2 separate regions of the Rattus norvegicus genome follow, and region 1 is linked to region 2. A link is a contact called in public Hi-C data. All regions are on one chromosome and are shown on one strand. Each heading gives the region's core, a stretch centred on a gene start, on an enhancer-like site or on the middle of the called end of the contact. The rest is flanking DNA. Distances are from core to core; before and after follow the strand shown.

The links. A called contact is a pair of places that touch in the nucleus more often than the background predicts.
Region 1: a contact with region 2 is called in a Hi-C map of kidney, with 2.7 times the contacts expected there. The contact joins the promoter of Traf3ip2 here to the enhancer-like site in region 2. A contact is called at or near these places in 4 of 12 Hi-C or Micro-C datasets (frontal cortex, kidney and mammary epithelial cells).

Annotation. Positions count from the first base shown.
Region 1 is chr20:44,564,549-44,571,440 of GRCr8, reverse strand. It overlaps Traf3ip2 (Traf3 interacting protein 2), which reads right to left and starts at 5,404. Exons shown (of 9, transcript NM_001044248.1): 1 at 5,310-5,404. LOC108349084 (a long non-coding RNA gene) reads left to right here and starts at 4,174. Exons shown (of 3, transcript XR_001842493.3): 1 at 4,174-5,180; 2 at 5,407-5,750; 3 at 6,002-6,366. LOC134483822 (a long non-coding RNA gene) reads left to right here. Exons shown (of 4, transcript XR_010060888.1): 4 at 1-1,109.
Region 2 is chr20:44,501,892-44,508,987 of GRCr8, reverse strand. Fyn (FYN proto-oncogene, Src family tyrosine kinase) reads right to left here. Exons shown (of 14, transcript NM_012755.2): 13 at 6,969-7,096. Among named protein-coding and RNA genes, the nearest start is that of Traf3ip2, 61 kb to the left of the region's middle. Within about 2 kb of position 1,652, at least 8 of the 93 cell types and tissues checked have an H3K27ac peak or open chromatin away from gene starts, as enhancers often do. A contact at or near this core is called in kidney, where this site is marked.

The sequences.
Region 1 (6,892 bases), core at 4,155-6,654, 59 kb before region 2:
CGGAGGCTGTTTATCTGGGTGGGCAGGCAGCCAACAAGGATTCTGAACTTTCACCTTGACCTGAAGGGGCGTGGACACACCTCTCCAATGGACACACCCCTCCAATGGACACACCCCTCCAGCGCTCTGTAAAGCTGCAAGGAGGCAGCCAGTGTTTCCTTCCCTCAAGCAGTCACAAAGGAGGGTGCCAGCAGACTGCAGAGGCATCTTGATTTGAAAAAAAAAAAAAAAAAAAAAAAGCACTTGATTGGATCTCCTTAATTTTTAATCACAAACTGAATTCAAAATAAATTGAAACCTGGTTGACAGAGCACCAAGGACGATGATAAATGGCGATGGTGCCCGAAAGGGGATCGCTTCCAGGAGATGTCTCTGAGGCAAAGACTGGTGGGTTGTGTCCCTGGAAGAAGAGTAACAGTACAGCCAGGAGGAGGGCAGGAGTGAGCAGCCCACATAATTAATACGAGGCACAACAGTTCCCAAGTAATCAAGACAAGCTGATCACCAGCCGATTGGATTTGTGGATTGTATTTTGAGATGGATTCATGGATCCTGGCGTTGAAATCCTGATCCTCCTGCCTCCACCTCCTACATGCCAAGATTATAGGCACGTGCCACTATATAGGCTGAATTTTTTTAAAAAAAAATGTGTCTGCGTGTTTGTTGGTATGGGGTACGGTGTGATGTGCACTCACTCGATCCATATCGTGTCCTCCACAACTGCAGGTCCGTACATGTAGAGGACAGAGTTCCGTGCTGTATTTCTACGATCCACCTTATATACTGAGGCAAGGTGTCTCCCACCTCAATGTTGTGGGTAGCCATTTTGCTCTTCAGCTTCCCTGGCTCTGTCTCCCAAACACTGGAGATTCCAGGAGGGCTGCCACACATGCTTGGCTCTTGGGTGGATTCTGTGGGTCTGAACTCCAGCTCAAAACTTGGGCAACAAGCAATCTACCCCACAGAGACATCTCCCTAGTCCTGAATTTTTTTTCTTTTTCTTTCTTTCTTTTTATTTTTAGAACTGGGGACCGAACCCAGGGCCTCAAGCGCTCTACCGCTGAGCTAAATCCTCAACCCCGTCCTGACGTTCTTTTAAAAAACAAAAATACTGTTTGAGTTACCAAGAGGGCCGTAGAGTCCTAAAGGCATACAACGGCACGAATATTTCAGGTGGCAGTAAGAAATAACTATATATCCATTAATAATAATTCGGAGGATCCTAAACTCTAACTTAGATCAGATCTTTTCTTATAGTTTTTTCAAGATGGGATTTCTTTTGTGTAGCCCTGGCTGTCCTGGAATTCACCCTGTAGACCAGGCTGGCCTCTAATTCAGAGATCTGCCTGCTTCTGCCTTCCTACTGCTGGAACTAAAGGCATGCGTCACCACCACCCGACCTGGATCAGATATTTTCAATCACAGATTCTCAAGGTGTTTTTTATTCCCCAGAGAATAATTTAGATTTTCTTTTTTCCATTTATTTATTGTTTATATAATGCACTGGGATACCACGGTACCCAGGAATAGGTTCTTTACACCTTGTCGATCCCTAGGATCAAGCTAAGGTTGTCAGGATTGGTGACAAGTACCTCTACAAGCCGGGTCATCTTGCTGGTCACAAAGAGTAACATTTTTTAGTGTTTCTAATCACAGATTTTTTAAAAATATCTGTGAACTCGTTAATTTCCTTGCCTACTGCCCAAATGTATGCAAATTATCCTAAGATTGGTTTGGCTAGTAGAAGACTAGTCCAGCTCACCCGAGTGACCCAAACCCCAGGGAGCAAACTTCCAAGCTTACTTGCAGAATTTCCCTGAGAGAGAAGCTGTTCAAGTACGATTTGCCAGAGTCTCTGAGGCGGCGTGAGCCGTGTTGACACGGGGACATTTGCTGCACCTTACGAGGAAGACTCACAACAAGCCCAGGGCGGTCATAGTGCTCTGCTCTGTAAAGTGGACTTGGGACTTCGTGCTGAACTTGAAAGGGGGAAGGGAGACTTCTGGGATCAGACCGCCTACCACACTGAGAGCTGGTAATAAAAACATTTAGAGAAACAACCTCAAGCTGGGTCAGGAGTTTTTGTTGCCACTGTCTGTCTGTCTGTCTGTCTGTCTGTCTGTCTGTCTGTCTGTGTGCTTGCTTCACATAAGGCGCTCTTTCTAGTGTACCTAATTCAGCTCAGGCCACAGAGTGAAGTGGAAGGGACAGGAAGGGTATGGAGGAGAGGAAAAGGCCTGGGAATCCGTAGGGCTATGAGAGGGAAGAAGACCTTGTAATCTAGGCGGGTTACAGGTACAGGAAGGGTCTGGGGCGAGGCACGCATGCGCAGAGTGGGCCAGGGGCCAGGATGACTAGGCAGATGACTCAGGATAGAAAAAGTTCAGAGATGAGCATGAGAGCGGAGAGGAGTGGCAGAGAGGGCTGGGCACAGGATTCCAATGCGGCAAAGGAGCCAGGTTTCCTTCATCGCTCAGGGAGTTGCCAAGACCCCATTCGGACTGGGTCTGCTGGGTGTTAAAGGGGAACAGGCTGCGTGAGGGTCTCCCACCTACCCAAACATCTTGCTTTCAGCAGTGCCATCAGGGAACCGAGCCAAAGTGGCAGCAAGCTAAGGACTGACACATGGACGAAAGGCCACCCTTCCATGGCTGCTTTAAAGCCGATGGTCCCTGAGAAGGCCTGTGTGCACACCTGTATACAAGAAGAGTGAGCAGAGCAGAGCGCCAAGTTTGGAGGAGCCAAGTGGGCTCTAGGAGGCATGCTGGGCCGGAGACAAGGAATGTGGGATGGGAGGGAGGGAGCTGTGTTTCCGGAACTAAAACAGGAGAAGCCTGGAGGACAGCTTCTAGATTCCAGCCATCAGATGCTTCTTGGGGAAGGCCAGTTGGATTACTTTGATAAAGAAATAGGATCCAGGTTTAAGGGCCATTTAATTGGCTATGGAAGGACCTGGAAGTTGGCCACACCTCCACCTGTGCTCATTCCTACAGCAGCTGCCTGTAGTTCATATGGACGTGAACTAATCTAAAATCGCCTGCTGCAGAAAATGATTTGAATTCAGGATCTATCTGAGATTTCCACTCTGCAATGTGTAAGACATTGATTTCCTTTAGACAAACTCCGCCACCGTAATCTACCTAGGACTTTCTCCTCTTTAATTTTCAGTGTGTCTGAAAGTCACTAACCCTTCATCCAGGGAGGTACAGGCTTGAACACTGTGTGTCTTTGGGCTCTCTGAGAATCGCTAGGCTAGGAACATACCCCACCCCACCCCCCTGGGTCCTGCCACGTTGTCTGGCCCCTCGCCCTGCTCAAGGCGGCCCCACGAAGTGAACACGTCAGAATGGCTGCATCACCCACCTCCTCACACTTGTCCTGTGTGGAATGACTTGGAAGAACACCAGATTAAGAGTGGCTGTAGTGGACCGTCTACCATCAAAGAGGGTCTGACAGAAATACAGCTGCTACCCCGGTTTCAGATGGTAACACTCTGGGATTTGAAATAAGAAGCAAGAAGTCGCCACAAGCAAATGTGTTGGGAGTCTGGTGCCCTTATTCCGGAATACATAGTGGTGTCTGGTACAGACCTCATGGACACCCTACAGAGAGTTTAACAATACCCAAAGTTCCAAACCAGTCCCCTCAGCCAGAACCTGCTGGAACTGTACTGACTGTCAGGAATTGCTCAAAAGAAACAATAATAATGTTCCTTAAAGCAGTGGTTTGGAAGAGGTTAAGGATCCAGTGCGTCTGCCAGCCAGTAATGACTCCAATCAGTCGTCAGCCTTACATGGGGCTGATGGGTTTCTGTTCCCTTTCCCCTCCCATTAAAGGCCCACACACGGACTGTTTGTGGCCTGGAGTGCCTTCTGATCCAGCTCCTGGCCTCTGCCACGGGATTATCTGCCAGCTCTGGAGCCTGCCTTGCCTCTCAGCAAACACATGGGACATGAGCTAAATTCAAGAAATCCCATTTCCCCCTATGTGGTTAAAGCCAGAAATGATGGCTGGATTCTAGGCAGCTCTCCTGCAGAGCTGGTCTGATACCCCACGCCCACCCCACCCCCATCACTCCCCCCCACTCCCCCCCCCACACCCCTGCCACAGGCTGCCTGCCCTGACAGCTGCTTTACCTTTGGCCCGGAAAGCAGATGAGGGAAATTGAAAAACATTTTTTTTTTAAGTTTACGTGTAAGATTGAGTGCCTCTACAGCGTTTGATGACATGTCAAGTTCTGGGGGCTGGAAAATATAAGAAGCAAAGCCTTCCTAATGCACTAGTAGCAGAGGTAAATTTTATATGTGTAATAATCAGCAAATAAAACATGCTTTAGAGACCACCCATCATGGTACCCTTCTGGGACTGCCCTGGCCTTGTTTCCTTAGAAAGGAATTTAGACATAAGCATGTTAGTGCCTGGGCGCCCACATGCGTGTACACACATACACACACACGCTCTGCAGATGAAGAAATCCAGGCTTCTGGGAGCCAGCGAGAATTGCTCAAGAGATGGACCCACGCAAAGTGGAGGGAGAACTTGGACGGCAAGTTTTCTGTCCTCTTCTTCAATTATTAATTTGGTTTCTTTCCACTGACTCCCTTTTAAAAAAAAAAGTCTGTGTGTGTGTCTAAGAGGCCACTGTGAACTAGGAAGTCGCAGAGAAGGCGGCGGCTTCTAAGATCCAGTGTTTCTCTCCTGGCATTCCCAGCAACATCCAGACCCAGCAAATGACTGGCTAAGGGGAATGGAGGCCTGCCGGGGTGTGAGGGTGGGGGCGTCGAGTACTTTCTAACCCGAGAATGTGCTGTTGGTATTTTCTCCCAGCATAAAATAGGGAAAAACTGGGAGTTGGCCTTCCTGCCAGTGTCTTGGGCTGAAAGCCAAGTACTTAATCCTTTCTATCATGGCTCCTTCCTTTGAGAAACAGTTTTGATTCGTTTTAAAGACAGGTTCTCGCTACGTCACCCAGGCTGGCCTTGAACTCACTACGTACCTGGATTTCTTGACAGCTAACTATGAGTACTGAAAACTCCAAGCAGTTTTGTGGCGGTGTGTCCCTCCCCTTAAAGAGTTAATTAAGCAGCCCCGCGGCCTGCCCGAGAGAAACCCTAAAGAGGCGCCACATTCTTGCAGGAACTCAGTCTGTCCCAGCTCAAACTGCCCTCCAGATGAACAAGGTAAAGGTGGGGACATGGGGACATGAGGGCGGAGGGAAGTGAGATCTGGCGACCGGGAAGGCAGTGGACTGGAAAGCCGGTCAGTGGTTAAAGAGGTCAGAGCAGGCAGGGACCAATGAGCTCGCTTACCTAAGATCGCCACCGACAGACGGGCCCAGGGGGTGGTCGCGGGCTCTGCTCTCCGGGATCCACCTCGGGCCGCTCAGACCTCCCTCGCCCTCTCCAGGTCCAGGTAAGTGGTGGAGCAGGCTCTCGAGCAGGAAGTGGATGCTGTATGCAAATCTCTACGGAGAGGAAGCCTCTGCTCAGCAGTCTCCCCGTGGGGCAGTGAATCAACCGCTGAGAACTGACTTTACTTCTTAAAACAGAAACCTCCCGCGTTTACCAGAGAGAACCAGCAGCCAATTAGGCTGCATCCTGCTTTTACCACACAGATAAGAAAACTGTGAGGAATGCCCCGGGCTTCTGGGTTACTGCGGCGGGCGCCTGAGAAGGCGTCTCTTGGAGACTGAACTTGAGTATTCAGACTGCTGATTCTTGAGCGCCTTCAAACGAAGAAACCTGGGCCCGGTAATGGGAGGGAATGGGAAGCAAGAGCTTATAACTGAGTCTTTTAACTCACTAAAACAGACTTGCTGCCCGTAACTAAGGGGCAAAGGGTTCACTGCCTATATCCCTGTGCTGGACTGTATTCTCTCACACACATACACATACACACACACACACACACACACACACACACACACACACACACACAGCCCTCCGGCTTCTCATTTCACAATCTTAAGTTTATTTCTTTCTTTTTCCCTTTGTTTATTCAGTGCTCTACGGAATTTATTGCACAGACGGGGATCCTGGAGGCAGAAGGATGCCACGGTGGTGTTTATGGGTAATATAAATCCAGGTTACTTCCAAGGCATTGGAGGGTGATGGGAGCCAGCCCGCGTGTGAACTCCTTCAGGCCACCAGCCAGCATCGCAGCCCCTGAACTCCCCCCTCCCCCACAGAAGGTGTCTCAGACTGAGCCAGTCCTGTCTCCCCATTCGCACACACAGGGGACACCGCCCAGAATGCCCTCAATCAGGTTGCCCAAGTATTACACGTAAAGTTGTGCCACACATAATAAGCAAAGGGAATGTGGCTTGTTTTTAAAACTTTAGAATAAAGGTGGTACAGTTGTTGGTGTGTTTTTACAATGAAGTACTATTTAGCTGTGAAAAAACAATGGATATTTGTATTAACTATTTGTATAAAATGACATGGAGAAGTGGCTTTGAGAAAGTATTTGGAAAAAAACATTTTTGACAATATATATGGTCACACAGAGAGAGAGACAGAGACAGAGACAGAGAGAAAGAGAGACAGAGACAGAGAGATATTAGATTTATGTGTCCCCAGCATCTGGGACACTGCCCATGACATTATAGGCAATCACTGTATACCTGTTGAATCATCTAGTCAGAAATGTGTGAGCTGAGCCTGGAAGCCTTCTGCTTCAAAATTATTATTAGATCTTAGTGGTTGGGGGAAACCAGCATTCTGCGTGGAATGACTGGAACCAGGATAATGGGGCAGGGGACTCTATCAACATTGGAATGAGAACAGGAAAGGGGAGACAAATGGGAGGGGAGAGCAGCGGGAGGGGGAGTAGGGCTGAGTAGAGCCCCAGAGGTGTTTCTGGAAACCTCTGCCTTTGGAACCCTTTCTGTGAG
Region 2 (7,096 bases), core at 403-2,902:
AAAAGTGGCTTCCATAGGCAGAACACTTAACAGCCGTCACTTCTCATACTCTGTACCTCTTGGCAGGGGACCTGATGTGCTCGGGTCTCCTTTTGTTAAACACCTTGCTGTCAGTTGCTTAGGACAAGGTCTTGGGACAAGGTCTTACCAAAGAAATCTTAACACTTTACTGCTTACCACTTGTGTGGCCTTCTCAAGGGACCTCAGAGCAGCCATACCTGTACTTAGGGGTTTATTTTCTAGTCACGCATGGGTTTCCCCATGGCTGTAGGAATCTGGACACCTGCACTGTGTAAATAAATGTTATAACAATGGGAGATGATACTCAGGTTATCTGAGATCAGATTTCTTTTGTAAACCGAGCTTTTCATTCAAAGGGAACGATACTACACTGTGTCTGGATGAGGCCTTCTGTCTGAGGCCCCTTGCTTCCCTGTGTAAGCTCTCTTAAAAACCCATCTGTCTGCTCGCTCTTGAGAGCTGCCGCATGGGTGCTGGGAGGAAGGACGCGGAGTTAATGGAGCTTGCTCTTCGAGCCTGCACTGCACCATGGAATATGTTATCGGATTACCCAGTGTTTTCCCTTATCTCACGAGAACGGCCAGGAGGCTTTGGGAGCTGCTTCGTGGATCGGAGTACAAATCCGGGGCAGAGGCCTGCTGACCAGAGGGCACAGATGAAAATAAACGACTGACCCCGAGAAGTTGCAATAATTACTAGTTTTGTTTACTGTTGCCCATCTCACCAATCACCTGGGGCAGCTGTTTTTATTACAACTGCTGTATTGATAACATCAGAAATGGTGGGCGGGAGAACCACAGCACACAGAGGTTATTTGAAGTGGATAGTGTAGTATGTATGATTCTTTCTGGGCTTTTCTTTTTTTGTTCTCTTTCTCTTTACTTTTGGAGACAAGGTCTTGCTATGCAGCCCAGGCTGACCTCAAACTAACAGTAGTCCTCCTGCCCCCGTCTCCCAAGGGCTGGGATTACAGGCCTGAGCTTTTGATAATACAGTGCTATGAAGATCTCCTGTTTTCTGAAAGAAGTGAAAAAGAGGGTGAAGGCGTCGGCATGGAGGCAGGGGCCTGACCCACAGCTAAGACCAGTGTGCTGCTGTGTTCAGGTACCACTGGGAGGATACCCCTTCCTAGTGCCCTCCGGCTTCACACACAGCCTTCTATCCTCCTTTCTATCCTCTTATCAGCCATGTCGGCCAAGAGAAACCTTGCAGGGGAGGCAAGAGCATTCTGTGCTCTCTGACAGAACACAGTGAACTAAAGGGGGGCTCTGACCCTGGGGACCACAGGCTGGGAAGGTAGAGGACCTTGCTTGTTCTTGCTCTGCTATGGGTGGTTGTTCTCAGACTGTTTCTCGTCTGCAAAGTCCAAACCTTCCTCCTGGAGGGAGAGTCTGCCCGTCAGCAGCTAGAACACAGGACTGACTACCTGTGATCTCACGGGGAGGGGCAGAGCAGGTGCTCAGCTCTTTACGAGATGCTAGCACGTTTGCTAGCTCACCTTACCTCTCCGAGTCATTACCGAGTGACTGGATCTGCTCAAGGAAGTCGAGCAGCTGACACTTGCTGAATGATCTGAGTGCACTTCAAACGCATGGATACACGGATTTGCTTAGGGGAACAGCCCTGCTCGGCCAGATCCTGCCAGTACACAAGCGGTGATTCAGTCAAGGGCCACAGCACAGCATGGCCAGGACATTCTGCCTACCGGGTTACTGGAATATGAAATTTGAACACGAGGTCAACTTCCCAGAACTTTGGAACAGATGCTACCTTGTGGCTAGGAACATTCACACCGTGTCAGCCATATAATATGTGAGGTTAACTGGGCAGAGTTAGAAAGTTCTGTAGGCTTTGAGCCGGCTTTAAAAATATTTAAAAGCCTGTGAGTTTTCTCTTTTTAAATTTAATTTTCTTTCTACTTTTATTCACACATTCCTTTATTTGCTTCTACAGAGTCTACTGTGGACAGACACTGCTGGGAATCAGAACACAGAACATGCCCTGTTCCCCTCAAGCAAGGCAGAGCTGCTGGGAAGTCCAGACAGAAGGAGAGAGAAACATTCCAGGGGCATACGGTGCACACCTTTAATCTCAGCACTTGGGAGAGAGCATCAGGCAGATAGAACTCTGCAAGTTCGAGGTCAGGCTTGGGTCTATCTAGCCAGTTCTAGGCTAACACAGTGAGACCCTGTCACAAACAAGTGTCTTGGTGTGTTCAAGATGTGAAGGGAGAGAGACAGCAGAGACATCCAAAGACAGAGCTTTCCCTCAGTACTGCTCCCTTCACACACAGTAAGAGCACACTCACGTCGACAAAACGAAACTACACCTAAGGCTCTGGGGACATTGCAAAGAGGGGGTAGAAAGATTGTAAGAGCCAGGGGACAGGAGTTCTGTGAGGCTGTGTCTCCTAGTAACATCAGAAGCTACACTTGTAAAGTCTCACCGATATCACTGCCTAAACATGACCTGAACCAGGAGGACACCAATGGGCATGCCAACCAAATGGGAGGAGTCCAATGAAGCCTGAACCCTACCCAAAGAATTATAGGCAACTGAGTGAAGCTGGAGTGAGACAGGTGGCCCTCCCCAGGGAAAAGCACGCCACCTAGTCATTTAGTGTGGAATGATCAGCCCCAAAAACATAACCCAAGTAACAGTGTACGGACTCAACAGGATATCTATATATCTATATCTATATCTAGATTCATCTATGCACGAAATATCAATTGATGAAACAAGAGGTTGTGAATTTGGAGTAGGAAGGAGTAACTGGGAAGGTGTGGAGGGAGTCCAGGCGAAGGAGAAACATTGTAACTAGAATACAAGCTCAAAACTAAAGGAGAACATTGTAACTAGAACACAAGCTCAAAAGTAAAGGAGAAACATTGTAACTAGAATACAAGCTCAAAAGTAAAGGAGAAACATTGTAACTAGAACACAAGCTCAAAAGTAAACAGCAACAAAAAGAGTAAAAGCTTGCTTGCTAACAATCCTGCAAGACAACCCAGCCATTACTTTGAGCCTCAGGCTCCCCCTACCCTACCGCCTCCACAGGTGTGCACAGTGCCCCTAGACACCACCTGGCCCAAGTCTAGCTCCTATCAGAGATAAACTCAGCGAGCACCTCTTAGTGACTTCCACTGTCACCATCTCCTAATCATGTTCCTCTTTTGCTCCACTCAATGCTACCAGCCAGGAGGGAGTGCAGTCCATTGGTTTGTATTGCACATCTTCTTCAAGAAAACCTCTCCCAAGGGTAGGAAGTCTCATTGCTTCACTGCTACAATCCTTTCATCTGGAAAAGCACTCGATGTAAATTCAGTAAATATGTGTGGACTGAGTGTGCAAGGTGCAGCCTTCTGGAGTTATCTGGAGGGCAAGGGGAAGCCCTGGGCACCTTTAACCGGGGCCAGAGTGAGACAACTCATCTGCTTTCCAGGATAACACTTCTGCTGGCGACAATGACAGAATGGTGGATGACTAGGGGAGGAAGGGAGAGACCGGGGGCAGGAAGTTCCATTAGGAGGTCACTACCCAGTGGTGACAGCTTAATACAGGCAGTGGCAGTGAAGGCAGAGGGGGAAAGAATTTGAGAAAGCTTCTAGGGGTGAAACGTCAGGCTAAAATGCAAAGTTATGATTCTATGCATCAAGCTCTGGAAAACACTTTGGCACCAGCATCACCATTTTTCCCATACAACAATCCCTTAGCCTAAAAGCAGTCCTAATCTCCATGCAAAGAACTCTTAAAGCTCTGCACACAGAGCGCAGGCTGGACTCCAGCAAGGGGAGTACAACTGGTCAGGCTGCAGCAGGCTGTGCTTGGTAATGGTGTCTGTTACCCATCTTGGAAGCCGGTGGGTACTCACTCGGCCTTTGACCTCAGGACAACATTGCAATATTCCTCTTATGTTTCAAGGCCCTTGCTGTTTCATGTGTCCTCCTGTCCTTCCTGTCTCTGGTCAGTGCAGTGAGTGCCTGGGTACACACACAGCTCTGCTCAGTGCCAACCTGCCATTCATGTGACCACACCTCTCGCATTGCTCAGTTCTTTTCCGAGGCTCACTTCTGCACTGACTTAGTGTGGGGTGGGAATGTCTGGGAAGCCTTGCCAAACTCATTTATAAGTCAGTCCCCATCTCCTTTCTGTGTCACTTACGAGCCAGCACGCCTTCCTATGTGACAGAGCCATTCTCAGGTATGAAGGAACTCAGGAAAGTTTACCACTATCTATCTACCGTTCTTGAGAAGAGAATTACTTGAAAACACGTCCTAGGCAACTGAGAAATTATTGTATCAAACTGCATAATGGAAGCGACTGAGAAGCAGAGACTGGGACTTTCTCCTGGACTCCCATCCACCGGCAGGGACGAGAGATCCAGAGTTGCAGCAAGGTGAGCCCTCAGTACAGGCTGACGGGCCATGGAGACATGTAGATAGTGTGTAATGGAAAGGATTGTGCCCTGGACCTGCTACCCTCTGCTAGGTTAGCAATCCCGTAACTGCAACCTCTCTGCAGATGCGTCTCCCTTAAGAGTTTCCGTCACATTCAGAAGTCCAGTTGAATATGATTATAGCTGAGTTAAAAATAAAACTAAGCAGTGTCTGTGGCTATGAGAACAGGTCTGGGATGGCCCTCTGTGTTGTAGGCAGCTCCCTGGGCTATCAAGTTAACCCGCCAGGCTTCAGTGTCTCTTCACAGCAGCACACAAGCCCCTCATGACTGGCTCTGCCCCTTTCTAAGACCATCAAGCACATCACCTTCGTCTCAGACCCTCCCTACAGTTCAGTGAGAGTCTGTGCAGCTTTTTGGAGTGACAGGTAGGACTCATCTTGCTCTCCATGGTCTCATTTCCCTGCCTTCTCCCTTCCCCATGGCCCCTGCAGACAGCTGCAGTCACGGAAGCCTACAAAGACAGATCAACACTGGCTTACAGGCATAAATACCCACCTATGCTGGGCTCAGTTCTCCCTCTGCTCTTCATGGGTCTGTCAATGAAGGGCCTATCTTTTGTCCCTGCTTCTGCCACATAATGAGAACTAGGGTTGAGGAGCACACAGAGTATGCACATCTAAGTAATCCACGCTCCATGAACATGGCACAAACACTCTACCAACAGTAAGGCTCTGCAAGCTCAGGGCTATCAACCGCTGGCCCTTCCCCTCTGGCGTGAACAGTACCTGCTCTGGGACCGCAGCTCACCAGTGCCACCAGAGAGCTGAGTGGCTCATTTGTGCTGTTTCCCAAGGGAACACATGCTAGGCCAGGTCACACAGAATGAGGCCGCATGAATGAATCCGTTCCAGCTTGTACACCTAGGCGGTTTTCTTTGTGCTAAAACCCAACCTGACAAAACCCTGGTCTCCAAATTCTTCCTCTTCCGAGCCCCCACCTCCACCTCTTTGTCTTGGCCTCCCTGTGTGTGACCCAGGAACAAAAAGCGGCTTGTGTTACTGGAAGAGGAGGCTTCACGGAAATGCAAAAAACAACATTAACCTTTTCCCGTGATTGCTTTTAACACACCGGGTGTCTATAAACCTGGGGAGATCAGGAAGAAATTAGTTCAAAATGTAGACAATAATAATTTTTTTTTAAAAAGGGCCTTCTCATCTTTAAAACCTGGAGATGGTATATTTTCATCCTTGAGAAGCAATTCAAAAGCACCCATGCTGGGCCCCACCCCCTCCTGGGCAGCCCTTTCTTCTCTGCCGGTTGACTGTTCCCAGAGTGTCTGCCCACTTGTGCATGCTGGAAGAAGCAGCAGCAGCAGCAGCAGCAGCAGCAGCAGCAGCAGCAGCAGCAGCAGCAGCAGCAGCAAAACAGCAGCGGCGGCAGCAGCAATAATACAGACTCACACACCCACACCTCCCAATGCTGGGGCTGGGGCTTCAGAGACGGGCACTTTGTTAATTCTGCCTCGGTGCCAAGCTTCCTCCCTTAGAGGTCTTGAGGCTGTGCTAGCCTAGACAGAGAGGCTCTTTATGACGATGACCAGAAACAATCAGACAGAATGAACAAAGGGATTACAAATTAATCGGCTCTCGCTGGCTCCTCCGACTGCAGAGATATGATTACAAGCCCCGGATTTGCAAGAGACCTACATTCCTCATTAATCTCCACCATCGGCTCGCCACCGTGGGCTTTCCCTTTTCTTCCTTTTTAAAAGCCCCTTTCTAAAAGGCAGGGAACGGAGGGTGCGCCAGCTATGCTCTTTCTTTGCTCAGCAGTAACTGAAAAATATGTCCTTAACATTTCACAAAGCAGATCGTCCCTGCACTGAAACCAGTAAAGTGTGGAGGAGAAATGGCGCGTGTCCTTTCTGTCTCCGTCTGGCTAAGTTAATGAATTTAAGCATGGATAACTTTAACCCACATCTTCTTCAGAGAAAGAGCATCTGATAGCCCAGAACAACTGCAGGCTCCCAGAGGCCCCCGCTCCTTCACAATTCACCCCCCACCCTCCTTGTATATTTTGGCCATTCAACAACAGAGAACGGGTTGGTCAGTCTAAAGCGTCTTTCCTGTGCCTCTGCTCCAGGGCCACTTGGACCTGGAGCCTCCGAGAGCAGACTCTGGCCTCTTCAATCCAGGTTTGCTGTGTGGGTCAGTGCTACAGCGTGCTCGAGAAGCAACAGAAGCGTCTCTCCTTCTCAGACATCTGCAAGCCCTATTTGGGCACAGGCCCTGCCAATGGAGTCATGACACATGCACCTACTGAGACAGGACATACTCCATGACCTCAGGGGACTGGAACTGGATACCAGCTGTTTAGCACATCAAGGTTGGTGAACAGGTCACGGCAATTCTAAGTTCTGCATTCCCCTGGCTAAACACCTCGGCAGAAGGCTGAGCACAGGGCTTAGGAGGGCAGCTGGACAGGACTCCTGTAAGGCGAGGCTAAAGCCGAGCCCAGAGGACGCCCATTTCTCAGGTCTGTGTGCTTACCTGGGTACGGCACTCTGCCTTTGGTGACCAGCTCTGTGAGTAAGATTCCAAAGGACCACACGTCAGACTTGATTGTGAACCTTCCATACAGGGCCGCTTCGGGGGCTGTCCACTTAATGGGAAACTTT